Regions from separate parts of the Mus musculus genome. Here regions 2, 3 and 4 are each linked to region 1. The links are chromatin contacts, called in public HiChIP or PLAC-seq and promoter capture Hi-C maps. All regions are on one chromosome and are shown on one strand. Each heading gives the region's core, a stretch centred on a gene start, on an enhancer-like site or on the middle of the called end of the contact. The rest is flanking DNA. Distances are from core to core; before and after follow the strand shown. Region 1 holds the start of Camkk2 (calcium/calmodulin-dependent protein kinase kinase 2, beta). Region 2 overlaps Atp2a2 (ATPase, Ca++ transporting, cardiac muscle, slow twitch 2). Region 3 holds the start of Tmem120b (transmembrane protein 120B). Region 4 holds the start of Morn3 (MORN repeat containing 3).

Region 1 (5,079 bases), core at 967-3,466:
TTACTCCCATCAGAACAGATTTCTCCAGAAATAGCACCCCATGGCGTGCTCTCTCTCTCTCTCTCTCTCTCTCTCTCTCTCTCTCTCTCTCTCCCTCTCTCCCTCTCTCCCTCTCTCCCTCTCTCCCAGCACTTGAGGCTCACAGCATTTCTCAGCATCTCCCTCCTGGCATTTGAGGTAGGGACATTCTTATAGGACATTTGGCATTCCCTAGCTCCTGCCCACTAAACACCAAGAGTGCTTAGTCTCATTTTGACAAGCCAAAAGTCACCTCCCACGTGTTTCCAAATGCTCACCAGGAGGGGTGGGACCGTCCTCTAAGAAATACTGCATAGTTATTAGCCCACCAGCAACTGCAGGGAAAGCCAAGCCTGAGTCCTGCTGGGACAGCAGCACCTCTGTCTGTGTCCTCCTACACAGCCTAGCAAACAGGCCTGGGCTACCTACCCCCAGAAAGGCAAGGGAAGCCTGGCAATGTCTGTGTGATCCTGGCTAAGTTAACTAACCTCTCTGAGCCATTCAATACTAGGCACTTTAATCTCCTATTCTCAACTACGGTGACCAAAAACTCCCCACCACAAAGGATTTGGGTTAGCATCAAATGAGATGACCCAGGCAAGATAAAGTTATTTGCCACACATCAAGAACTCAATGAATGTTAATGAGGGGGTGGGAGTGTAAGCTCACTAGTTAAAGGTGGGCTTAGCCTGCTGCTGGCACTGGGTTCTATTCCTGGCATAAATGAAAAATGTAATTACGGTTATCCAAGGTAGGGGCTCATCATATGACGGGGTTTTCTTTTGTTTTTGTGTTTTGTTTTGTTTTGTGGTTTTTCGAGACAGGCTTTCTCTGTGTAGCCCTGGCTGTCCTGGAACTCACTTTGTAGACCAGGGTGGCCTCGAACTCAGAAATGCACCTGCCTCTGCCTCCCGAGTGCTGGGATTAAAAGTGTATGCCACCATGGCCCGGCATATGACATTTTTGATGAAGTGTACAGCAGTAGAGTGTACAAGGAGGGGGATCGGGCAAACTGAAGCTGCTTCTGTACACTGATAGCACGATCTATTCTGAAACCGCAGTTTCTGTGGGTTTGGGAACAGCGGCAGCCCCTGCCACTTCCAAAGAACAAAGGAGCTGTGGGGAGGCAGAGCAATCCTCCTCTAGGTCCTGTGGGGGCAGAGTCAGGAGGAGGAGTAAAAGACATCATTAATGCCCCAGGGCACCTGAAGTTTCTACTCCAGGACTGGGGGAACATCACAGAGGAGGTTGAGGAAGGTAAAAGTTGCATCTAGGGTAATGAATGCGGAGCATGACCCACCCACCCCCAGATCAGGAGGCTGTTTGCCCATGGCACCTGAGATGTCCTCCACCCCCTGCTCCATCCCCCTGCAAAGTGCCACCTCTTCATCTCCAAGTGAGAGCAGCCGGGGAGGAGGCTGACAGAGCTGTGAAAACACCCCGTTTCCCAAACTGGGCATTCAGGGGGTGGGGAGAACCCTGGCATAGCCCCGGTGATAGCGGGGCACCACCACCCCAGGGCTGTGCCAGAGGGAGCCGGCAGGCACTCTTTATGCATCGCGCGCTGCAGCCCAGAGGTAAATTTAGGTCAAAAGGATCAAGTCGGCCTGTGAGGTCGGGGTGATCAGAGGGCAGACTCGGGTCCAAGCCCCTAGGACCAGGGTCCTCCCCGTGCCTGGCAGCCTGCGGAGGTGGGACGCTCCCGCGCGCTCAGGTTCCGCACCTGTCAAGCGCCAGGGGTGGCCTAGGCCATCGCTGGGATCCGGGACCGCCCTGGCCGGCGGACCTTGGTGCGGAACTCCTGGCCGGCTCCTGCCGCCGGACCCCAAGCGCCGCCCGGCTCCGGAGGCCAGGGGGAAAGGGGGCGCAGCCCTCCACGTGGCGGGGCGCGGGGCGGCGCACGTGGGGTCCCCTCGGGGCCCGCCTCTGGGCTGTGTCTGCCGGCTCCCGCGCGCGTCCGGGACCCAAAGACCCACGGGGAGGTTGCGTCCCTCCCCCACCCACCCCCGACTCAGCCCGGCCCGCCTCGGGCCAGCTCACCTGGGCTCCGCGCCGCCGCCTCCCGCGCTCTGCGCCCCCGGCTCGGCTTGGCTCGGCTTGGCTCGGCTCGGCTCGGTCCGGTTCGGCTCTCCACGGGAGGAGCCGCCCGGGCTTCGGCTCGCGCGCGGCGCGGCGGCGCCTCGGGCTCCTTGCTGATTGGCCAAGGACCCGGCGTGGAGCGCGCGTGCCCGCCGCAGCCTCGGCCGCGCGCGCCGGGTCCCGCGGAGACTTAAGTAGCGGCGGGGCGGAGGTGGAGGCGGGAGGGGGGGTGGGGGGAAGGAGGCGACAGGAAGCGAGGCCCGACTCGCGCAGGGGCGAACAGGCCGCAAGTTTGGGAGTGGGTCTCGGTTCCTGCGAGATGCTCCACGCCGCTTTGTCCCTGAGCGTGGAGAAGTTCCCCCAAAGGCGACGGGGGAAAACCCAGGAGCCGTCTGGCGGTTCCCTCCCTGGATTTCGGGGCAACGCCCATTATGGGGAAACCCTTCCGCAGCCACCACCCCTCTGACCACTGCTGCAGGCTCGCCCTAAAATGCATCACTCACTCTGAACAGCCCAGCGAAGTTCTAGGTCTCTCCACAAGACTGACCAAACATTCTTCCCCTTTTTGACGGTTTACTTTGCTGGAGCCTTAAAATATTTAGTCTCCCAGTTGGGTAACAACGGAGAAAAAAAAGGGTATTTCAAGGGCTCGCTCACCCGGTGGCCTTGGATGTGGGGGGCCGGTGAACTCAGACTCGGATGTTCACCAGTGGCTGTCTGCATGCATGTTTCTGCCGGCAGCCAAAGGGTTGAGATGTCAAATTCACTAAGAATTCAAAGCTCTTTGTCAACTGGGTCGATTTTCAGCCCTCAATAAATTATTGCCATATTTCTAGGCTGGGCACTCACAAACAGTCCCCAGGACCGGACAAATAAACTCAATGAGCGTTCTAATGAGATGACCACCTCTGATACTGCTAAGCGCTCTTCCATTTATTTGTTAGTAGTAGCAACTGGAGCGAGACGAAGTGGAATAGTACACAATAGTTAAAAGGACTGTTAGATCTATTTGTACCCCCACAGGAAAAGGAAAACAAAAACATGTAGCGTAAGACAGCAAGCTGCAGGAGACAGTATCATGCACAGTTTGCGTGTCTTTTTAAGCCCCACTCTTGACTGACTTCCTGAGGAGACATGAACAAATGCCTATTCACCCAAAATAGGGCGCCGACAACAGATCAAAAACATCCAAGCCCAGCTTGGTGAACCAATGGGTTTATTGGGCTTACTCATCTCCAGCATGGACAGTGACCTGCCAGAAGGAGTGTCTCCTTCGTTTACCCACCCCTTTATATTCTCTAGCATCTCCCGGGGCCAGGTGCTGTTGGAGGTCTGCACAGGAGGAGAGGCGGGAGCAACTGTAATCTCAGGTGAGGGTCTAATGACTCTCCCCATTTCTTCCCTAGAGGGTGGATAATAGCCTCTCTCCAGTAAGGGACGGGTGCAGAGGCAAGCACAGATGCTCTGATTTCAAGAGGGACATGTTCTATGACCTCCACACGGTGTATGCTTATGGACACAAGCTTGTGCGAACGTCAAAGAGAATCGGTTCATGTTAGATGCATGATGGTCTGACATCAAGACGGAAGTAGGCAGCTAGAGGGGTAGCTCAGAGGTAGAGGACTTGCCTACCAGGTAGGAGGTAACGGTAAGGAAACCGGCTGGATAGCCTGGCGTGGTGGCGCACGCCTTTAATCCCAGCACTCGGGAGGCAGAGGCAGGCGGATTTCTGAGTTCGAGGCCAGCCTGGTCTAGAGTGAGTTCCAGGACAGCCAGGGCCATACAGAGAAACCCTGTCTTGAACCCCTCCCCCCCAAAAAAGGAAGCGGGCTGGAGAGATGGCTCCGTAGTTAAGAGCACCCACCAGCTGCTCTTGCAAAGGATCTAGGTTCGATTCCCAGTATCCACATGATGGGTCACAACCTCTGGAACCCCAGTTCCAGGGGATCTGACGCCCTCTTCTGGCCTTCTCAGGCAGAGCATGCATGTGGTTCGCAGACATGCATTGAGGAAAAACACCCATACACATGGAATAAAAATAAAGGAAGGTGGGTCGGGCACTTTTAACCCCAGTATTTGGGAGGCATGGGGCAGGAGGATCTCCATGAGTTCAAGGTGGTAGGAAGTTCCAGGTCTATATAGACCCTGCTTCCAAAAAGACAAAACAATAATGATAGATGAGTAAAGGAAGGAATTGAGGGCAGAGAATGGGACAGGGAGTATAGGAAGATGACATAGCTGTTTTATTTCCTCTATAAATGGTTGTAAAATAGATTGCAAAAATAGTTGATGCTGAATAGTGGGTACATAGTTCTGTATTTTTCTGTATTGTAGACCCCTCCCCAACCCCAAATTTATAGTAGGTTAAGTAGGCAGGGCGGGGCTTTGGGGGTCATGAGTGACAGGGTGTTAGAACCTAGTGGGGAAACCCCCACTCAACTCCCGATTCGGCGTGCACCCAAAAAAATCAGGAAGGACCATCTCTTGATGTAATTACATGAGAACGTTTAATGACGGAGCTCTGGACGACATGCATCTCACACAGGAGATAACGGATGTCGGCCACAAGGCTCGACAGCTAGGGGTTTTTATGGGGTAAGGGGCTTAGGGGTGTGGAATTCAGCATAGCGACACATTATTGGCTTATTCAAACATTAACAGAAATATTACAGGGCATCAGGACTTTGTTCCTGTGGGCTGGGGGCTTATCTTGTTCACATAGCAACCAGTTGATGTATGACTTTACCCCGCGTCAAGGGGCAGTAGACAGAGGGGAGGTTCCTGGCCAGGTGGTGTTGACCCAGACAAGATAGCCCTGCTTGTACAATCAAGCTGTTCTTAGGAATGTCTTAACAACAGCCCTGTCTGTTCTGTTTTGTTTTCAGCCCCAGGCCTAGGCTCATAGACAACTCTTTTACATGAATCACAAGATACAAAGTCTCATTTTCTTTCAAGGGCACTTGTTGGCCACATTTCAGGCTC
Region 2 (5,079 bases), core at 751-3,250, 300 kb before region 1:
TTTCTCAGTATGATTATCTTCTTGAGTAGAAGAAAAGTAAGTTGCCTATAATATATAGAAAATGACTTTGGCTCAATTTAACACTGAAGTTAACTACCTAGAGCCAAAACAAAATAACAGGGCTGGTGAGTTGGCTCAGTGGTTAAGAGCAAAGTGCTCTTTCGAAGGTCCTGAGTCCAATTCCCAGCAACCATATGGTGGCTCACAACCATCCTTAATGAGATCTGACGCCCTCTTCTGGTGTGTCTGAAGTCAGCTACAGTGTACTTACATATTTTAATAAATAAATTTTGGGGCTGGAACAAGTAGAGGTCCTGAGTTCAATTCCCATCAACCACATGATGGCTCACAACCATCTGTACAGCTACAGTATACTCATATACATAAAATAAATAAATAAATCTTAAAAAAAAAAAAAGAGCAAAGTAACAAAGCCAACCCTATCTTCTTACTTTCTATACGTTAACAATTCACACTCCAAGGAGGCGACCAGATTACCTCTCAAACTCCCAGGTTTGGATGCCTGTGGGACATTACTAGACAATCATATAAAAAGGATCCAATGGGATTTTGATTAAATTGTCAATTAGATGCTGACATAAACAGATTCCTCTTAAAAAAGTTTCCAGGTACATTTTCTTTAAAAAAAAAAAAAAAGATTTATTTTATATATGTGAGTACACTGTTGCCACTGTTTTGAGACACACCAGAAGAGAGCATCAGATCCGATAACAGATGGTTGTGACCCACCATGTAGTTGCTGGGAATTGAACTCAGGACCTCTGGAAAGGCAGTCAGTAATCTTAACCATCTTTCCAGCCCTAGAGGTGTATTTTTTTCTCTCTCTCTCTCCTCTGAGACAGGGTCTGTCTATGTAGCCCTGGCTGGCATCGAACCTAGAGATCCACCTTCCTTTCCTGTCTGCCAACTGCTGGAATGAAAGGTGTGCTTGACCACTATAAGGATTGGATTCTTTCTAGAATTCCATGGGTGGTAGATTTTTCTGAAGCCATGGGCCTATTTTATAGTCCCGTTTATTGGGTGAGTAATTTCCTGTATTTTAAAATCCTTCATATATTAAGAATATGGGGTGCTGTTTTCTGTGTCACTACTTCTTCAAGCATTGTTGTTTCTGAGCCAAGGTCTCCATGGGCCATAGCTGTCCAAAGATTTGGCGGACTCTACATTTGCATGTTAAAACTAAGCGTGGGCCATACTTTCTCCTGCACGGAAAGGAGTATTGTTTGTAATTCAACTTGTGCTGGATCATGGTGACATACAAAGAACTTCAGTTAACAGTTTAAAAGACAAAATAAAAACATATATCAGACTCATGAATAAAGAGGCAACACCTGATGCCAGGTAAGGTAGCACAAGCTTTTAACCCCAGCTCTTGGGAGGCAGGTAGATCTCCATGGTGTTCAAAGACAGTCTAGGCTGGTTTACATAGTGAATTTCAGGCAGACAGGGCTGAACTGAATCTATCCATTCATTTTCCTCTGCTGACTTACTTCTTACATCACTTTTCAGCCTTTTAGCTAAGATCAAGTGTAAAAATTTAATACAAGGCAGGCTACCAAGGTGATTCAGCAGCTAAAATCGACTGCCACCAAGCCTGACAACTGGAAGTCTAATCCCTAGGACCCATACTGTATAAGACAGTGAACTCCTAACTTGTTCTCTTATCATTCTTGTACATATATACCCCCACACACACACACACATACACACATGAACATGGACACAGACACAGAAATACAATTAAAAAAACAATATGGGGAGAATACTCATAACCACAGGTTCAGATTCTGAAAAGAACTTTTTGGAACAGTCTCTATTACATTTTCTTGCATACCAGAAATACTAGCTCCCACAAGATCGTCTCTGTGGAAAGACATGAAGGAAGTATGCCCGAATTAGTTTTTATAACCCACTATGTGCTAGCATTCTCTCGGCTAGAAAGCCTTTGCATCATCTTGGCCAACCCATGACCTTGTTTTACCAAGGCCAGGAAGTAGAGAGTTTTACTTCAGGAAGCTCAATTAATGAAAGACTTCCTCTAGCTTGTTATGACTGCTTCACATCTTTTGCTAAGGGTCTATTTGGTTGCACATCAGGACAGATCTATTAAGGAGCTTTAAAAAATAAATCTATGAAAGTAAAGATCTGTCTAATATTTTTCAAAGGAAAAATAACAATTGTCTTTACGCCACAGGCTCCTGTGAGTTTCAGACAGGGCTCTGCCTGGGAAGCAGGCAAGGAAACACTGCTGATCACATCCAGTGATGTTCCCTAATGGGCGAGTGAGCGCCTGAGGGCACGTGGTAGTGGAAAGTTCTTATTCTTGCCAAGGGAGTGCTCTGCAATTTTTTCCTCCACATTTTTTTTCCTCTCTTTGGGCTGAGGCAGGAAGAATGAGAGCATGTGTTATAAACCTCCTTCCATTTGCTTAACACCTGACACTGCTCACGTGTAGTTCTTGGCTCTGTAAGTTCTTAGCTCTTTCCTTTCCATAACAATACTGATTTTCACTCTGAAGAAAAATACAATTTAAAGGTTAGTCTACCAAGAATACAGTTAAGAGTCAGTTTTTAAAAGTTATTTTTGCGATAATTTATAAATGAATGGAAGTTTTCTTTACCTTACAAGGAGATTTAAGTAAGAATACTTAAACATCTTTTTTACTTAAGGTAAACATAAATAATAATATATGCAAGGAAAACAGTTTACGTATACATGTATGTGGGTGAATAAAAAGTATTTTATTTTAGCTGGGTGCAGTGGTGCATGCCTTTAATCCCAAGCACTTGGGGTTGGGGTGGGCTGGACATGTACCTCAACAGGTGGAGTTCAGAAAGCCCTGAAACTGAACGTTGAGCTATGAACATCTTTCACTTCTGGAGGTCAAATTAATACATGGAAGCAGGAATTACACCATTCTATCCTCACATCCCAGCCACCTCCCCAAATCCTCTACATGTTCTAACACAAGAAAAGCTTAAACACTGTATTTTTCCAAGTCACAATATCTTAGCAAAAGTGACCCCTTTCCTGTGGTTGTTGTTGGTTTTGTTTTTTTTTTTTTTCTTTTTAAAGCTGTTTTTTTCCCCAAAAGTCTTAACCTCCATGGCAAGAATGGAAAGACTGACACTGACTATTAGTCATGAAGCGGGAGGAGTGATTACAGGAAATCAGGAAATGCCAGCCCCGTGTAATCAGGTCAAGCTTCAAGATCAACTGGTCTGTCATGGTCTGAGGGTGTGTGGAGGTGGGGAACCTCCCATAGTCCTTCACCTCTCAGTGTCTTATGACCTGTCCTCACAGTGTTAAAGGGTCTTGACCTCAAAGCACTCTGCTTAATATATCTACACTCATTTTTCAAAAGTACTTTGTACTTTCAAAAGAGATTCACATTTATGTATACGGTGGTCTTTTGCCTGTATTCACGTGTACCTCATGTGTGTCTGTTGTCTGTCTGCAAAGGCCAAGAGGTGTCAGATCACCTGGAACTGGAGTTATATCTGAGCCATCATGCGCTGACAGCTTTGTGGAGCTGAAGTTACAGGCAGCTGTGAGGTGCCCCAGCTGGGAGCGAGGTTTTATCCTGGGTCTTTTCAAGGGTAGTAACTACTGTAACTGCTGGGCTCATCTCCAGTCCTTGCTTTTCTTAACATACAAGTTAACATGAGGAATTTAGGACTTGATTTTTAGGAACAATCAATATTATTTCTAGTGTTACCTGAATCTAGATACCCCATCCCTCACTATGAAACAACTTTACAGACATGCTCAATGCTTTCCTTGGTTGTTTCTCTGGCTTTTCCCCCCCCTTTAGTATAAGTTTGACTTTTAAAAAAATTTAGGGGACAGGACATATATGTGTGTGGAAGCCTGAGGTTCACATCAGATGTCACCCATTCCCCACTTTATTTACTGAGCATGAATCCCATGCTGAACCCAGAGCTCACCTTAACTAGTGTAGCTAGCCAACCTGGCATAGGGATTACTTTTTCTTACCTGCTGACAAAGGAGAGGCCATACATTCCCATGTTTTATGTGGGTAGTGGTCACTTAACTCCTATCCTCATGCTTGTATAGCAATTGCTTTATGCACTGCACCATCTCTCTTGTTCAGCACACTGGTTTCCTTGTTCAGAGATCCTGAGTTCAAATCCCAGCACCCACATGGTGGATCAGAAGGCCCTCTTGGGGTGTGGAGATGTATGTGAAAGTGTGTGTGTGTATACATATATATGTATAGATACATATATAAAAAACATAACTAAATCTCAACTTCTGTAAAGAAAAAACTAGTATCTCATTAAATTGCTTAACTGTAAACTGCTTAAACAGGATAATTACTGCTTAAACCACACTTAAAATTTTAATGTGGTCTGCATGCTAGAACACACGTTTACACTTTTGAAGAGATAGATAATCTGAGTTCCAGGCCAACCAGGCCAAAATAGTGAATCTTATCTTCGAAAACTAATTTTTCTTGTATCTTTTATTTGTGTTTCTTTGTGTATGTTCACATATATGCCTGTCTGAACTTATATGCACTATGTACATGCAGGTATCTATCCACAGAGGCCAGTTGTGAACTGAACTCTGATATTCTACAAAAGTTGTAGTCATTCTTAACTGCCATCTCTCTAGCTCCCCACAGGATCCTGGGACAGACTTTTAGGAACTTTTAGAAATGTAGAAACTACCCAGCTCCATTTGAGACTTTAATAATCAACCTGCCCATAAAGTTAGGTTTTGCTCTAAACAAAACCAACCAAAAGTGTTTGGTTTTGTACTTAAAAACAGGGCTGTAAAGATGCATAACTGTCTCGGAAGTGAAAGAATACTATCTTCTCTTCCATAGGACCCAGGTTCAATCCCTAGTACCCACATAGAGGCTCACAACCATCTGTTATTCCAGTCTCAAGGGATCTAATGTAGTCTTCTGGCTTCTGCAGGTTCCTACATGCAGACAAAACACCCATAATGCAAAATAAACAACAGGTGGGACATGGTGGTGTACGCCTTTAATCCTAGCACTTGGGGGCAGAGGCACCTGTGAGTTCACAG
Region 3 (5,079 bases), core at 1,092-3,591, 300 kb after region 1:
TAAGAGAGATATATTATTTTGGAGCCAAATATGAATGCCCATGACACAGGAACATAGGTTTAATACCCCAAAGTCCATGTTCCAAGGTGGTAATAGTTTGATGAAATTTTGGTATTAACTGAACAAAGATAGTCTTAAATCAAGACACTTGATAATACACTGCAAAAATCATTAAGTTACACCGAAATGGAGACATTCCACTTTAGACTTGAGGTGTTATCTGACAGCACATTTAGTCTTTTGATGACTAGCAGAAACTAAGGTTTTATTAAGTTAATACATTTTAAAAAGTTGGGTTTTTTTGTTTTGTTTTTTTGTTTGTTTGTTTGTTTTTTTGCCAGGCAGTGGTAGCACACACCTTTAGTCCTAGCACTTGGGAGGCAGAGGCAGGTGAATTTCTGAGTTCAAGGCCAGCCTGGTCTACAGAGTGAGTTCTAGGACAGCCAGGGCTACACAGAGAAACCCTGTCTCGAAAAACCAAAAGAAAAAGAAAAAAAAAAAAAAAAAAAAGAAAAAAGAAAAAGAAAAAGAAACCCTGTCTCAAAAAAAAAAAAAACAAAACAAATTTTTTTTTTTCATTTTCCCACTTTGATTGGTTGTTTTTTTTTTTTTACTAGATATTTTCTTTATTTACATTTCAAATGTTATTCCCTTTCCTGGTTTCCCCCACGAAAACCCCCTATCCCCTCCCCCTCTCACTGCTTACCAACCCACCCACTCCTGCTTCCTGGCCCTGGCATTCCCCTACACTGGGGCATAGAACCTTCACAGGACCAAGGGCCTTTCCTCCCATTGATGACCAACTAGGCCTTCCTCTGCTACATATGCAGCTAGAGCCATGAGTCCCTCCGTGTGTAGTCTTTGGCTGGTGGTTTAGTCCCTGGGAGCTCTGGGGATACTGGTTAATTCACATTGTTGTTCCTCCTAGTGGGCTGCAAGCACCTTCAGCTCCTTGGGTACTTTCTCTAGCTCTTTCATGTGACTGCTGGGAATTGAACTCAGGATCTCTGGGAGAGCAGCCAGTGCTCTTAACCGCTGAGGCTGACCCATCTCTCTAGCCCTTCTGGGGATTTTCATTCACAGTGTCTTCATAAGAGAGGGCACACAGAGAGGCCCTGTAACTACTGGTCAGAGAGAATGGAGCAATGCAGATGAAAGCCATGGAGTATGTAGGCTCAACAGTCACTGTCATGGCTACTAGGTAGCAAGGCAAGGCCCTACCCAGGGTCTCAGGAGTCATGACACTTTCGTTTCAGGTTGGTCGCTGTGAGATAAATGCACTTCTATTGTCTAGGCCACCCACTTGTAGCTAAGCATAGCCCTGTGAAACTAATGCAGGTGTCCTTTTAATTTTAATTAATTTTACAGGGTCTTACTGTGGAGCTGGCCCTGAGCTATGTAGACCAGGCTGGTCTCAAACCCACAGAGATCTATCTGCCTCTGGCCCTGGAGTGCTTCAATGAAAGGCATGTGCCACCCAAACTGCAGAACACACACCCTTAACCACTGAAGTTTTTCCCTCCAGCCCCGACAGGCATCATTTGATATTTTATTTGTTTGTTTGTTTGTTTGTTTGTTGAGACAAGTCTTACTACGTTGTCAAGGCTGGTATGCAATATCACACCCAGCTGCAGGTGTCATTTGAATGAGGTTCCAGGAGTGAGCAAGAAGCCACTGCATGATGATTCAGAGGGAGGAATGTCAAGTCAGGATAAAAACAATGGCCGGAGAGCTGGATTTAGGGCAGGGAGATAGGAGGTGTGGTTGGAAAAGCCAGGCTTGTGCAGGTCTTTTCGGACTTGGCACGGAAAGGGAGGCAACTGTATTCCATAAACTTGGTGGTTGTGGCTTTTGACTGACAGCACCAGCTGTCAAGAGTCACCCAGTGTCTTAGAGGACAGGGATGTATCTAGGCTGTATTGGTTGCAATAAATATCATCGCCAGCGTGAGATGACAGAGCCAAGTCTGCATTTTTCCCATCCTGCCCTTGACCTTACTACGCGGTCACTGTCAAAGCTGTCATTTCAGGGCACTGGCTTTGGCCTAGGTCAGGCAATGTGAAGGAATACATGAATTTTCCCTTTACCTCCTCCAAATCATTTCCACCTCACTCTCCCACAAAGATAATCTAAGTAACATAAGCCATAAATGCAGCTTACACATAAACCCTCCACCCACTCCGACGAGAAACCTACTACCTACACACGAGGAGTGAAGAGACCCAAAGAAGACTGAAGAGTTGCACCCGCCACGAGGCCAGAGCCCGGGGGATCGCCCATGCGCATGCGCGGGCCCCACCCTCGGGCGAGGGGGTGAGGCTGGCGCCGGGGCGGGGCCCGTGACGTCAGGTGCGCGCGTGGCTCCGGCTGCGCAGGAACAGCTGGTGCCTCGGGAGGCGGCTAGTGAGCGGGCGGGCGTGGGCTGCTGGTGGCCGGACGGGTCACGCTGCGGGTTTCGTCGCCGCCGCCGCCGCCGCCTTGCACCATTGCACCATGTCCGGCCAGCTGGAGCGTTGCGAGCGCGAGTGGCACGAGCTGGAGGGAGAATTTCAGGAGCTGCAGGTAGGACCGGGCCACCTGGTCCCGCCACTCTTGCTACCTGCGGTGCTTGTGCCTTCCCTATCTAGCCATCCCAGCCCGGAGGTGGGGCGATAGGACCCAGACGGTGGCCCGGGCTGTGCGTCCGATGGGCTGGTGGGTGGCCTGGCGCAGCCCCTTCCTATGTAGCAGCGCTTTGGCTCCTCAGTCTCTTGGGGCGCCCCTCATTCTCGCGCCCTCTCATCCACTCTTTGCTCCACGCTCTCCCTTCGCTACAGAAAGTTCGTCTCTGGCCCCCGAGGCAAGTTCCAGGTGTGTTCACGAGGAAACTGTGATACTCAAAGGACACCAGACCAACCCCCACACAAGGGATCTTCCCCCCAACCCTCCAGTTGCAGTTGGCTGTTCAACTCCTTACTACACGCTCTGTGCTGGCTGGGCAGCCCTCGCTGCAACTGCGGTTTGAGAGTTGTGCTTGGCTGCTTTCATCTTGGCCCCTTAGGCAGTTTTTAAGTCTCAGAGACCCCTCAGTCATAGCCTTGACTTTGGGAGCTCTGATGTGGTTCTGCTTATCGGCTGCTGCGAGCTGAGTTTACCATTGTGGATGGCAGGCATCTGTCAGTTCTGACAGCTGGCTGCCTCACCCGGTGATAGAGGGCTGCACCCAACCCCTCACCGTTTTGGCACAGAGCGTTCCACCTGGTGTGTTGAAGGTTGGTATAAGAGCTGGGCTCTTGAGAGGATAGCATCGCCACCCGGTCCTATCAGGAGGGTCCAGAGAGGCCTCAGCTATATGCTCTGGGGACTAGAGACTCAGGAAACCTTGGGGACGGCCAAGAGGAACAACACATGGCTTCCTCGCATTCACTCTCTCCTCCTCTCAATGGTTACTTTGTCATTCCCCTTGTCCCTGTAGCGTTCTCAGTTGGGCTGACCTCCTGCAATGTCCAGAGGAGAATGCTGTCAAGGGAGGTCTGTGATGGGTCTTTGTAAAGTGAGGCTGCCGATGTTACAGAAGGATGCCGGTGAACCTGAGCAGCAGATCGGCATGGGCAGAGACTTAAGAGACCCAGGACTGTCATCCCTTCGTAGTCCCTCCAGCATATATGGATGGGTTGGTGCCTTCTCTTTCAGATCTGAGGTCTTGGGTTCCTCATAGTTCCCAGAGGATCCCTTTTGGTTCCACCCACGGGGAAAAGACTCAGCCATATCCTTAACAATTTTTCCCACTGGGCTGTGAAGCCATGCCCAGCCACAGAGCCAGTGAGTGGGTCTTAGAGTTGGGAGTGGGAGAAGAGGTTTCCTGCGTGGGGCTTTTGCTTCTATTTCCTTCCTTTCGGCTTGTTTTAAACTACGAGGAGGAGGAGCCTAACACTGCAGAACTATGCAATTAATGCAATTATCAACAATTAGGTAGCAAGTCTTGGCAGGCAGGTGTCGTAAAGGAGGCCTTTGATTTGTTATGACAGGAAGATGTCATGAGGGGTCAGGTGCTCGGGTGGTCGGGGGCGGAGGAGTTATGAGTTGATCTGGATCTCCTCGTCTGGTGGTGAACAGCAAGGGCTGTTGGAAGGATCTGGTTTCTTAGAGATGGGACAACTGGGACAGACTAGATCCTCCTTTGAGGAAGAGGGACCCAACTGGTGTAGGCTTGATGGTCAGCTTCTGGGTCTGAGTACAGAGTGGATAGCTTCCTGGTGGTTAAGGTCATAGACTGGAGCAAAAATTCTCTTCTCTTCTCTTCTCTTCTCTTCTCTTCTCTTCTCTTCTCTTCTCTCTCTCTCCTCTATATATATGTATGGAGGGTATATATATATATATATATATACACACACACACACACATGCATTATGTATATTTACGTATAAATATATCTTTATAACATGTATTTATAATATATTTGATATATACAATGTTTATATGTAAATATATGCTTATAAATATATACTTAAAGGTTTATTGTTTTTATTTTTGTGTATGGGTGTTTCTCTCGAATGTATCTCTCTATGCACCACATCCGTGCCTGGTGCTGGAGGAATCCATAGGAGACCGTCATCAGATCCTCTGGACATTGAGTTATAGACAGTTGTGAGGCACGTGTGGGTCCTGAGATCCAAACTCAGGTTTTTGCCTGAGTAGCCAGTGCCTGTAATCACTGAGCCATTTCTCCTGCCCATTAATTTATTTACTTGTTAGTTTTATTTATGTGTCTCCGTGTGTGTGTGTGTGTGTGTGTGTGTGTGTGTGCGTGCGTGCGCGCGCGCGTGTATGTGCGCCTGTGCCTGTGGAGGCCAGGAAAGGAAGAAGGTTTCAGATCCCCTGGAATTGGATTGGAGTTATACCATCTAACCTTTTTTTGAGACAGTGTTTCACTGTATCCCTGGCTGGGTATGTAAGCCATGCCAGACTCAAACTCACAGAGATCAGCTTCCTTCTGCCTTCCAAGTGCTGGGATCAAAGGTGTGGGCCACCCACGCTAGCCAAGAGGTCCGTCCACAGTTTTTATTCTAAGACGAGGAAACTGAAGCTTAGACAAAGCTG
Region 4 (5,079 bases), core at 1,445-3,944, 270 kb after region 1:
TAAATCTAGAGCAGGTAGGGCCTCAGGCTTATCTCATTTGCCTAATGATATTTGAAATATTGTGAAATAAGATATTCACGCTGGGAGATAAAATTTGATCTAGGCTATCCCTGAGAAGGGCAAACTCACCCTGCATCCAGAACAGGGCTGCTAGCCTGTCCCCTTCTTTTCAACAATGTTTGTCCTGCAACAAAGAGAGACAGGGCTTGGGGAGAGGTGGCTCAGTGGTTAAGAGCACTTGCTGCCTTTGCAGAGGACCTGGGTTCTGTCCCCAGCAGCTCACAACCACCTGTAACCCCAGTTCCAGAGGGATCTGACACCCTCTTCTGAACGCCATAGGCACCAGGCTCTCACATGCTGCATATACATACATACATACATACATACATACATACATACATACACATCAAGGCAAAAACACTCATGTACATGAAATAAAATAGATCTTAAAGAAGACAAGACTCACCATGGTCCACGAGGCACAATATATTTATTAGATACTTAGCTCTACAGACATGAGTTTTCTCTCTCTCTCTCTCTCTCCCTCTCTGTGTTTTGCTTTGCTGTTTTTTTAAAGACTTATTTATTTATTATATGTAAGTGCACTGTAGCTGTCTTCAGACACTCCAGAAGAGAGCAACAGATCTCATTACGGATGGTTGTGAGCCACCATGTGGTTGCTGGGATTTGAACTCATGACCTTCGGAAGAGCAGTCAGTGCTCTTAACTGCTGAGCCATCTCACCAGCCCTTTGCTTTGTTTTTGAGACAGGGTGTCATTATGTAGCCCCAGCTGCACTGGAACTTGCCAGGTAGACCAGCCTGGCCTTGAATTCACTGAGGTCATCCTGCCTCTGCCTCTGGAGTACTGGAACTAAAAGTATGAGACACCGCAGTTGGATGCTTCCTTCCTTCCTTCTTTCTTTCCTTTCTCTCTTTTTAAATTTTATTTTGTTTTGAGATAAGGTCTCATGTAGCTGAAGCTGGCCTTGAACCCCTGATCTCCCTACATATTGTCTTCCAAGCACTTGGGCACTGCAGGAATGCACCATCATACCTGGCTTCTCCAACCCCAACTTGCTTTGGGGGAGGGGGATCTTAGAGATAGGGTCATAGCCCAGCCTTGATCTTCCTACCTCAGACTCCTGAGCCAGTAACTGGGCTTATAGGTAATGTATACTAAAACCACATCCAATTCTGACCCACGTTCTCTCCCATTACTCTTTGTTCAGCTACACTGACTTCTAGTCTGTCCCTCAGTCAAGTTACACTGACCTCCCTAATTCTAATTCTACAGTTTAAGGTCTAAATTTTAGACGAAAAGCCCCTCAACCTGGACACATCTTTATCCTTTCTGCCTAGCTCAAACATCACCCTGCTCCTGTCTTCTTTGTTACTCCCTCTCTTCCCCTCTCTGGTGCCCTCTATAGCCTAATACCACCTCTTCAGTAGTCACTTCTTCCCAGGTCACCTCATTTGGGAAATGTGATGGTAGTCTACTTTGCAGAGTCTCCCCGAGCACCCTTGCTCTGAGCAATCTTGCTGCGTGTACTTTATAAAGAGACATTGTTGCCACTTAACAGATGAGAAAACCTATAGATAAGGTATTCTAACAATGCAGGCTCAGGGATTCTAGTGTAGATAACCCAGGAAGGCAGGAGAAGAAAGTGGTTAAGTCTGGAATTGCAAGACTAGAGCTTTTAAATAGAGTCCCCGTCCTACCCCCATCCATCCCGGACAAACGTGATTTGCAATGTATCGGCCAGAACCCATTCGCCCCCTGCTGGTTAAGACTTGAGTCCAGGCATACAGGAGTAATCATGGTCACTCAGTTACTTCTGGGGGGTTGGATAGGTCCAACCTGTGTCTTGAGGCCCAGACCTTGTGCCCCCACCATCTGCAGAGCATCAGGGCAGCATCTGAAGCCCACAACGCCTACTGCAAGTCATTTTCTTAATGTGTTGACCTTTTCAACCAACCCCAGGCTCTGCTACCCTGTCAGAAGACAGAGAGCGATCCAGCACCCCCAGAACCCCACCCAGCTTTGGGCTGGCTTCTGATGATCCCTATCCCATTTTTGTTTTCTGTCCCTAGACTCTGGCTCAGCTGAAGTCAGGGCTGACTTGGACTTCAGAGCCACAGCCCCCTGCTGGTCCCGGTTCTGGTCACTAAGTGGGGTTGGGAACAAAACAAGATCGCTTATGTTCTTAATGGACTCTGTAACAGTGCTTTTTGTTTTGTTTTGCATTGCCCACCCACTCTGACCCCACGCTGGCCACTAATCCCCGGAGGCTCTCCCGCTTAGCTTACCGTGTTTCAAGTTGCCCTTCCATTCGCCCACGTAGTGATCGCCGTTCACAGCAAACACTTGGTGTCTCAGTCCGTTCTTCTGGGCTTTCCGGTCCCACCCTTTCCACGGCGGCTCTACTTTCCTTGGACACTTAGTGACCGGCATGCTGGCTGCCTCTGTGGTGTTGCGGGGGTGCTAGCAGGAGGTAGGGGCATCAGGGGCTCAGTGACTCCCGTGTATCCTGGGGATCCTGGTACTTCCTGGGGAGGTGCCTGCCTGAGTTCCAATAGGGCAGGTCATTTGTGTTCTGAGTCCCCAGGGCAGGTGAAGAGCCCTCAGTGGGGATCCCTCTGTGCTGGACTGACCCACAACAGTCCTTGCCCTTGCATTCTCCTAGGGTCCATCTGTCAGGGATGTGATGGCATAATTCCTTTGGAACCCAGGGATTGTGATGACACTGGAGAGAAGCTGCCCCTGGGAAAAATGATGCTCACAGGTGACTTAATGACTTGAAAGACCAATCAGGAACCGACTTTGGTAGAAGAGACTCGAAGTAAGAAAGATCAGATGGTACCAAGTACTGGGACCACTCCAGGTGTATCAGAGGGTATCAGGCAGACAGCTGCCTGCCCTGTTAGCCCTTGCCCTACGTACCTGGTAGATGGGACAGATGAAGCTCAGGGGTTGCCTTTCAGCAGGGGAGATCCCACAAATCAGAGACTGATTTCATGGTGACTAACTGTCCCAGACTGCAAGTCTAGCTATACAGTGAGACCTTGTCTCAAAACAAACACAGTTGGACAGCCCTTGGCTCACTGGTCATCCTTCCACATCTGAGCCCTACGACTCTTATCTGGTAGAGCCATAGACTCTAGAGGGAAACAGTGGGTGGCCCAGGGTCTCCTCCCCATGTCTGGGAGCCCCGACCTGTTTTCCTCAGGTCCCCAGAATCTCCAGAAGGGATTGTTCATGTCTTTCCATCTGTCTCCAGCTGGCTCATGGGTGATAAAAACGTTCCTATCTACATCCTGGGGACCGCAATCTCCCTCAACTAATACAACCACATACTCCATAGGTTCTGAGGCTGTACAAATCCACTCCCATTAAATCTTGCACCGGCAGCACATACACACAGGTGCTGCCAATCAAAATATCCTCAGGTTGAAGCCAGTTCTAGGAGGTCATGGTATCTTAGCATCCACCCACAGGGTCAGCCTCACAACCTGTGTGCTTCAGGTTGGACACTGTGCCTGCCACCTGTGCATGTTTTACAGCCTCTGTTCCCACAGAGGGGACTACTGGCACATGACTTTAATCCCAGCACTCAGGAGGCAGAGGCAGGAAGATATCTGAGTTCAAGGCCAGCCTGGTCTACAGAGTGAGTTCCAGGATAGTCAGGGCTACACAGAGAAACCCTGTCTTGAAAAGCCAAAAACCCAAAATAAAAACAAAACAAACAAACAAAAAAATCAAAACAAAACAAAGCTTGCTTTTTTTTTTTTTTAATATGGAGTCTTGCTATGGCTCTGTGGCCCTGGCTGACATGGAACTCCATACTCCATATGTAGACCAGATGTAGACCAGGCTAGCCCCTAATTTGCATTATTCTTCTTGCCTCCTGAGTGCTGGCATAAAAGACATGTACCACTACACTCAAGTTCATTCATTCATTCATTCTCTCTGCCCCTTTCTGTTTCTAATAGGGTGTCATGTAGTACAGGTTAGACTCAAACTCCCAATGTAGCTGAGAATGACTTTTTTTCAATCCAGGGTCTCATGTAACCCAGGCTAGCCTCAGACTCACGATGCAGGATGACTTTAAATTAGCGGTCCTCCCAACTCTACCTCCTAAATGCTAGGATTGCAAGCATTAGCCTTCTTGCTTGGTTTATGCAGTGCTTAGAATCAAGCCCAGGGCTTCACACATGCCAAGCAAGTACTCTATCTACTGGTCCTCAGGCAGTGGTCTTAACCGATGAGCCATCTCTCCAGCCCCATACTGGCAGTTCTCCACGTGCCCTTTAATTGTTGTGTAGAGATCTGGCTTCTTGGCAGGGCCTCAGATGGAGAGTGGAGGACTTGAGAGGGGAGCCATGGTATAGAAGGTTTGTGCTGCTGTCAGAATCCTGAGGCTACCAATCTGCATTTGCAGTATCTTTATATATCCTTCGAGAACAATCCTGATAGTACCTTTTCCCTCTGAAAGCACCCCTGCTCTGGCCACCATTCTCAGCAGAGATGACTGGGGCCATGTGTTTTTTTGTTTCTCACTGCACCCAAGTGCCCACACATAGTAGGTTCTCAACTAAGGGCAAAGAGATGCTGGGAGTTGTAATGCAACCCGTAATCCTAACTGCTGGAAAGCTGAGGCAGAGGAATCACCACAAGTCTGAGGTCAGCTTGGGAGTGAGACCCTGTCTTGAAAAAAGCAGAAACTAGAGAAGGAGAGGATGGCCCAGTGGTTAAGAGCAGCACTTGTGCTGGGCATGGTGGCCCATACCTTTTAATCCCAACACTCAGGAGGCAGAGGCAGGCTGATTTCTGAGTTCGAGGCAAGCCTGATCTACAGAGTGAGTTCCAGGACAGCTAGGGCTATACAGAGAAACCCTGTCTTGAAAAAACAAAACAAACAAACAAACAAAAAACTAAGGAGAGCTCTGTGGACACTGGAGGGGAGGGGACAGACAGCTGGGGTCATTCCCGAGCTCCAGCCCCTTCATCCACTGGCTCACCTGTAACAGCAGCCTTGGACTTCACTCAACCCGCAGCTGAAGTTGTGAGTCTTGGGCC

The links. Promoter capture Hi-C pulls out the DNA fragments that hold promoters and counts their contacts. HiChIP or PLAC-seq counts read pairs in DNA pulled down with a chosen protein or histone mark.
Region 2: an H3K4me3 HiChIP or PLAC-seq map of bone marrow-derived macrophages shows a contact between it and region 1, with 5 times the contacts expected there. The contact joins the enhancer-like site here to the promoter of Camkk2 in region 1. A contact is called at or near these places in 16 of 39 promoter capture datasets (the 3T3-L1 cell line, 3T3-L1-derived adipocytes, the C10 cell line and 10 more), 1 of 15 datasets of contacts at CTCF or cohesin (the NIH/3T3 cell line), 4 of 484 Hi-C or Micro-C datasets (B cells, embryonic stem cells, nephron progenitors and 1 more), 10 of 115 datasets of contacts at active chromatin or transcription factors (astrocytes, bone marrow-derived macrophages, embryonic hindbrain and 5 more) and 5 of 9 other capture datasets (adipose tissue, embryonic stem cells, liver and 2 more).
Region 3: a contact with region 1 is called in a FOXA1 HiChIP or PLAC-seq map of pancreatic cancer cells. The contact joins the promoter of Tmem120b here to the promoter of Camkk2 in region 1. A contact is called at or near these places in 2 of 484 Hi-C or Micro-C datasets (brain and embryonic stem cells), 4 of 115 datasets of contacts at active chromatin or transcription factors (bone marrow-derived macrophages, embryonic stem cells, extraembryonic endoderm stem cells and 1 more) and 1 of 9 other capture datasets (adipose tissue).
Region 4: a contact with region 1 is called in a promoter capture Hi-C map of second pharyngeal arch cranial neural crest. The contact joins the promoter of Morn3 here to the promoter of Camkk2 in region 1. A contact is called at or near these places in 9 of 39 promoter capture datasets (the SN4741 cell line, cranial neural crest, embryonic stem cells and 6 more), 1 of 15 datasets of contacts at CTCF or cohesin (the NIH/3T3 cell line), 2 of 484 Hi-C or Micro-C datasets (both in embryonic stem cells), 9 of 115 datasets of contacts at active chromatin or transcription factors (the 230-238 cell line, bone marrow-derived macrophages, effector CD8 T cells and 4 more) and 1 of 9 other capture datasets (pancreatic islet).

What each region holds. Positions count from the first base shown.
Region 1 is chr5:122,777,194-122,782,272 of GRCm38.p6, forward strand. It overlaps Camkk2 (calcium/calmodulin-dependent protein kinase kinase 2, beta), which reads right to left and starts at 2,217. Exons shown (of 17, transcript NM_001199676.1): 1 at 2,059-2,217.
Region 2 is chr5:122,479,706-122,484,784 of GRCm38.p6, forward strand. All of the region lies in intron 5 of Atp2a2 (ATPase, Ca++ transporting, cardiac muscle, slow twitch 2), which reads right to left. Among named protein-coding and RNA genes, the nearest start is that of Atp2a2, 20 kb to the right of the region's middle. Within about 2 kb of position 2,001, at least 26 of the 459 cell types and tissues checked have an H3K27ac peak or open chromatin away from gene starts, as enhancers often do. A contact at or near this core is called in adipose tissue, bone marrow-derived macrophages and macrophages, where this site is marked.
Region 3 is chr5:123,073,934-123,079,012 of GRCm38.p6, forward strand. Tmem120b (transmembrane protein 120B) reads left to right here and starts at 2,342. Exons shown (of 12, transcript NM_001039723.2): 1 at 2,342-2,562. The coding sequence starts at 2,494.
Region 4 is chr5:123,044,322-123,049,400 of GRCm38.p6, forward strand. It overlaps Morn3 (MORN repeat containing 3), which reads right to left and starts at 2,695. Exons shown (of 5, transcript NM_029112.2): 1 at 2,310-2,695. The coding sequence starts at 2,454.